Linked DNA regions of Mus musculus: region 1 is linked to region 2. Evidence: chromatin contacts called from public HiChIP or PLAC-seq data. All regions are on one chromosome and are shown on one strand. Each heading gives the region's core, a stretch centred on a gene start, on an enhancer-like site or on the middle of the called end of the contact. The rest is flanking DNA. Distances are from core to core; before and after follow the strand shown.

Region 1 (2,700 bases), core at 94-2,593, 400 kb after region 2:
CCTATAAAAGTCAAACCGATCTCACTACACGTCTGTCTTTGCCATTTACTAGAAAAGTGACTTTATGCCAACTACTTAGCTCATACCTCATAAAATTAGGGTGGGGCTTATATGACTCGCGTTAAAAGCTCATAACTCTCTGGCTTAGAATAAGTGTTCACCAAATGTCCATTTAGAAATGGCCTAGGTGGGAGAGCATGCATACTAGTACACAGTCAAACATACACCCACACGCACACATGCGCACACACAGTTTATAATGTCATAGGAAAACACTGGGACTAGCACACATGTAAGTTAGAGCAATGGTATAAAATAAGGAATGCTTTGTGGGCCTGGAGGAGCGAGACTTTCTGGAGGAAATCTTGACGATAGATATGAAAAATGAGCAATGGTTTTTGGACCAATTAAGGGAGTAAAGGGCAGAAAATGTCACTGTGTACTTGAGAAATTATTATATTTATATACATATAGGGGGCTGGAAAAAGGAAGATAATGAATTGCGTTAGTTAAGATATTAGTCAAAGTTTAACCAAAATATAGAAATCACGTGATATATTTGCCCACAAATACTTTGATAGAAATAGTTGTTAAACATGTAAAAATCTGCTTGTTAGGTGATTAAGATGGCAGGAAGAGGAAAGTCACAACTGTGAACAACAGAAGTTGGAAAGGTCACAACTGTGAGATGCATCCGGCCCTGTTAGGGCCGAGAGAACAGAGAGCAGGTGGGACAGGAGTCTGCAAAGTGTAAGGGGTGGAGAGATGGACCCCTAAAGGAAACTGACGGGCTCTTTCTGGTGACTGCACCAGCCCAGCTTGATAAGTAGAAATGAAGGAAGAGTCGGCCTGGAAGATAAACAGTGCCCAGGAGAGCACAGCTGGGAAAGGAAATGGGGATTTGGAATGAGAAGCTGGGGGAGGGGGTGAGGTAGAAGAGACTGGAAATAAGGCAGCGGGGGGTGGGGGGTGGCATCAAACAGGCAAACAGTTTGGGGACAATGCCTTTTCCTAAGAAAATTACAAACATTCGAGCAATAGAGGGACAAGACCAGAACAATTATTTCCGGGGGACTGGGAAGGGGGAAGGGGGAGAGGGATGGGGCGGTGTACATCTATGGTGTAGAGGAAAAACCGGGAGGAGAAACTAGAGTCATTAGCTGCGATGACCTGGAATGTGGTGGCAGTAAGAACATGAGAAAGATCTAGTAAGGGAAGGAGCCAATTAACTGATGGCTTCTTTACTGAGAGGATGGCTAGGGGGCAGAGGGCGAGAGAGCAAACAGGATCGTCTTTATTTGGGCCGTTGGAAAGAATATCTGAAGACGAGGAAGGGAGGGAGAGGAGGAGATTTTGAGCCTTGTTAGACTTGCCATGGCACGATTGTGGTTCCTGCAGGATTGATTGATCGATCACTTTGGAGCTGGACAAAGGGAGCCTTGGGGCTAAGAACTAATTCCGGGCAGAGCACGCATGCGCAGCCCAGCGTCGCCTAGCAACAAACATCAACACAGACCCTCAGAGGCCAGTGGAGTTTGCCACATGTACAGAGCCACTGCTTCTTGAGACTTGACTCCGCGCAGGTAAACGACAGGCACGGATGCACACCTGTCCCGAGGGTTGGAGAGGCCAAGGACTAGAAGACAGGGCAAACTGTAGCGTTCAGTGCACAGGTGGGGACCGTTGGGACAAAGGAACAGTACACCAGACAAACTGTCCCAGACCTGCACCCGCAGTTACGAGGTCACTTAACGGAGCAAACCTGGAGCTCTAAGAGCGATTTGAGGAGCTAAGATCCAGTCACTTGACTGTAAGCGATTCTTGAAGTAGGACCTTACCTGCTTCAGCCCTCCACTGCGGCTTTAGTTCTGCTTAAAGGCAGCTTCTGCCTTAGCGACTACCTAAAGCTCAGAGACTGAGAGGGCTGCAGGAGAGAATGGGGAAACAAATAACAAATAGGGCAAATGTGGCTATGAAACGTATTCATTTAAGCCACACCCATTGTCATAATCAGTACAATGAACCTGGTACCTATTCATCCCGCTATCTTTTAGCTGTTTCCAAAAAAAAAAAAAAAGGTAGGTGGGTGAATTTTGTGTATATCCAAAGACGTTCGTTGCAGCCTTGGCCATAATTCCAGAAAACTGGAAATGGATGCTAGATGAGTAATGAACTTGAAAAAACATTATTTAAATGATATGCTGACCAATGGAGAATAAATGGAAATGGAAAGGTTTTGAACTTGCCCTTTAATAATTTCTTAGGAAAATGGTCCCAGGTAAGGAAATTGACAATCGGCAATACAATTTAGGCAAGATGGTAAAACAAAAACAAAAACAAAAACAAAACAAACAAAAACCAAAACAACAACAACAAAAACAAAAACCCACTTATCTTTGGTAAATTTTACTTTGTTCATTGTGTCTATGGCAAATTGCTCCCACTTATACCAGAGGATTACATCTAAGCCCCTGAACAGCCATCCTACACCCAATATAGTGGTAAAATCCAGCCGCCTCTAACTTTGGAGCATTGCCCAGGACCCATCCATGTTTGCAATGCTGTGTGTATTTATTCTCTGCACTGTTCATTATTCAACTGTTCAAAACATCATCCAGGAATAGAAGACATTAGTCTGAGGACAACTGAGATAACTCCACATAGTTTTGTGTGGGTGTAACTTGTCTCCTGAATGTCCTT
Region 2 (2,700 bases), core at 46-2,545:
GGGCTTGCAGGGCCATCCCTCAGCCAGGACAGCACTTAATCACCGTGTCCCCTGCGGCGTGACGTTAAGGCTGGGAGGAAAAGAAAATTCTCCCGGAATCTTCGTTACAAAATCGTTTCCTTTACTAGCCCTCAATCCTGGGAGTCAGGGACACTTAAAGGCACGGTTGGGGTCCTGAAGGAAGAGATGGGATCCGGACTGGAGATAGCCATCTCTCTTCGCAGCCCCTGAGACAGAGTCATTCGACCACCTTCTCTCCCGACTGACTTTCCTGCTCCGGTAATTAAGGGAGAAGCGCAGAGACAGATTCACCCCATTTCGCCCTTTCTCATTCCCAGTCATTGCGAAGCCCCTGGCCTGAAAGGCTCGGGTTCCTCTCCTGCGTGGCAAAGGCCCTCTCACTCCGAGAGCTATAAATATTAATAAGCTGCACGGCTCCGGGCTTAATTATCTTCTCTTAATTGTAGCTTAACCAAAAATCCAGCCTCCTGCTACTCGGGCCTCTCTAAATCGGGATTATTTAGTTTCCGTGTCTGGAGGCCCCTTCGGCTCAAAGTCTTCTGTGTTGTGCCGCCAAACCTGGAAACCATATGCTGCGTCTCTGCGCGGTTTAAAATCATCCTTAGAGCAATGACGCCTCTCCTTACACTGGATGCCTAGGTTCGGGGCAGTCTTCTGCTCCCTTTCCCTGAACCTGGTACTCCCTACTACCAAAGGATTCTGCCTCCATCTCTTTTCCCTAAGTCCCCAGTAGCCTATAGGGGTTTGTCAGATAAGGGTGGCCCTTGTGGGGCACGGAATTCGCCCAGCAAATGACGACATCTGACTCAAGGGAAGGGTCTCTTCATCCCCTCACCGGGAAAGCAGCCCACACCGCTCCACTGTGGCAGGCAGGCTCCCTTGGGATTACTTGATCGGGCTGCACTGGGACACCACCCTTGTCCCTACCTGCGCAGCCCGCTCCTTGCCAGGGCTCTTCCTGGTGCATCTAGAATTCGGTGTCAAGAAAGCTCCAAGCCTGGAGCTGAGGGCTCTGAGCTTTCTTCCCTGGGTCGCAGGTGGGAGGAGAGAGAGGTCGTGGTAGCTTGCAGTTCACTGTCCTTCCCGCGCTCGAGATCCACGATGCTGAAGCTTAAGCTTAGGTCCAAGGTCTTTGATTAACAAGCTGGACATCCAGTCCTGCACTGGTGGGCAATGCCCAGATCTTCTCTAGTTCAGTCCCCTGGCTATAGAGTGCGCCTGGCTTCTGCAGCGCAGTCTATGGTCCCTCTAGCACCTTAGCTCTGCGGTTTTTCCTCTACAGACTGGGGGGCGGGGGGAGCTTAGGAGGACCCTAATCACCAGCACCAGCGCCCAGCCTTGCTAATTCAGGGGAGGTCAGCAAACCACAGGGAACAGTATTCCTGATGTGTTTTAGGTCTGCTTTGTCCTGGTGCAGATTGATTTCTAAGGCACTGTCAAAGTCTATGAGAAGCAGCTGTAATTCAGTTGATTTTAGCTCCTGGGTACCCACAAACAGCTGCCTAAGGCGGATAGATTGTGTCTGTGCTCATGCGATCAGGATCATTTACAAATGTAACTGCTAAAGGGGCACAATAGCATGCATATTCATGTAATCCTAGCACTCTGGGTGAGACAGGAGGACTGCAAATTAGAGGACAGTCTGGGCTATGTAGACGCTGCTTCAAAAAAATGAAGCAAAATATTAAATATAATTGTATATTTACATGATAACCATTTGAGTTGCATCAAAAGAAATGTTCAAAACACTAAGAATTTAGGTAATATTCTCCAGTAGATAAATTAACACTGAATATATTTTAGTTAAAAATGCAGATCTGTCACAGAAGTCCAATTATAGGAAACTTTCACAATCTGAAAGATTAGTGGTCAAAGTGGCAGTCACTGGAGTTTCCCAAAGCCCAACCATCTACTGAAATCACCAGAAAGGAATCCACTTCAGATACTTCAGGACTCACTACAGTAGGTAGGTAGTTTCTGGTGGGGTTTTAGAGGCAAGATCAGTTTTACTTTTTGGCAAAACTAACATTTCCTATATAATTCACATAGATCAGTGGTTCTCAACCTCCCCTTTAATCCAGTTTCTCACAATGTGGTGACCCCAGCCGTAAAATTATTTTCGTTGCTACTTCATAACTGTAATTCTGCTACTGGTATTAATCATAATGTAAACATTTATGGAGATAGAGGTTTGCCCAAAGGGTTGAGAACCACTGACATAGCCTCTAGACCAGCAGCAAATATTTGGCCCAGGCCCAGAGCTGGGAAACCTGTCTTGGGTGGTTAGAAGAACTGCAGCAGACCAGCTTTGGCTTTGTCACTTCCTAGCTGTGCTACCACCCAACCTGAGGCCCCCAGAATGGGAAAGAGGCTAAATGATGAGCAGGAGCCTGACTGAGCATAGAGCAAGACAGATGTGGGTGGAGCAAGACAGATGTGGGTGGAGCAAGACAGATGTGGGCGGAGCAAGACAGATGTGGGGGCAGTTGATGGGCATTTGGGCAGGCAGGCAGGTTTAAAAAAATTACTATCCCGCACTTTGCCACTTTTCAGATGCTCAGTACCAATGTCAAGTGACCCAGAGCAACAGTATGAGAATGCGCCTCAGCGTCCTCTGAAGGGGTTCTGGGCTCCGAATCAGGACAGAGCCTTTCTGGAGGGACTCTTGCTCCCCATCTG

The links. HiChIP or PLAC-seq counts read pairs in DNA pulled down with a chosen protein or histone mark.
Region 1: a contact with region 2 is called in an H3K4me3 HiChIP or PLAC-seq map of embryonic basal ganglia, with 3 times the contacts expected there. The contact joins the promoter of Armc3 here to the promoter of Carlr in region 2. A contact is called at or near these places in 9 of 39 promoter capture datasets (the 3T3-L1 cell line, the HPC-7 cell line, hematopoietic stem and progenitor cells and 5 more), 2 of 484 Hi-C or Micro-C datasets (bone marrow-derived macrophages and nephron progenitors), 2 of 115 datasets of contacts at active chromatin or transcription factors (embryonic basal ganglia and forebrain) and 1 of 9 other capture datasets (embryonic stem cells).

The regions. Positions count from the first base shown.
Region 1 is chr2:19,197,775-19,200,474 of GRCm38.p6, forward strand. It overlaps Armc3 (armadillo repeat containing 3), which reads left to right and starts at 1,344. Exons shown (of 20, transcript NM_001081083.2): 1 at 1,344-1,583.
Region 2 is chr2:18,800,523-18,803,222 of GRCm38.p6, forward strand. It overlaps Carlr (cardiac and apoptosis-related long non-coding RNA), which reads right to left and starts at 1,296. Exons shown (of 1, transcript NR_131254.1): 1 at 1-1,296.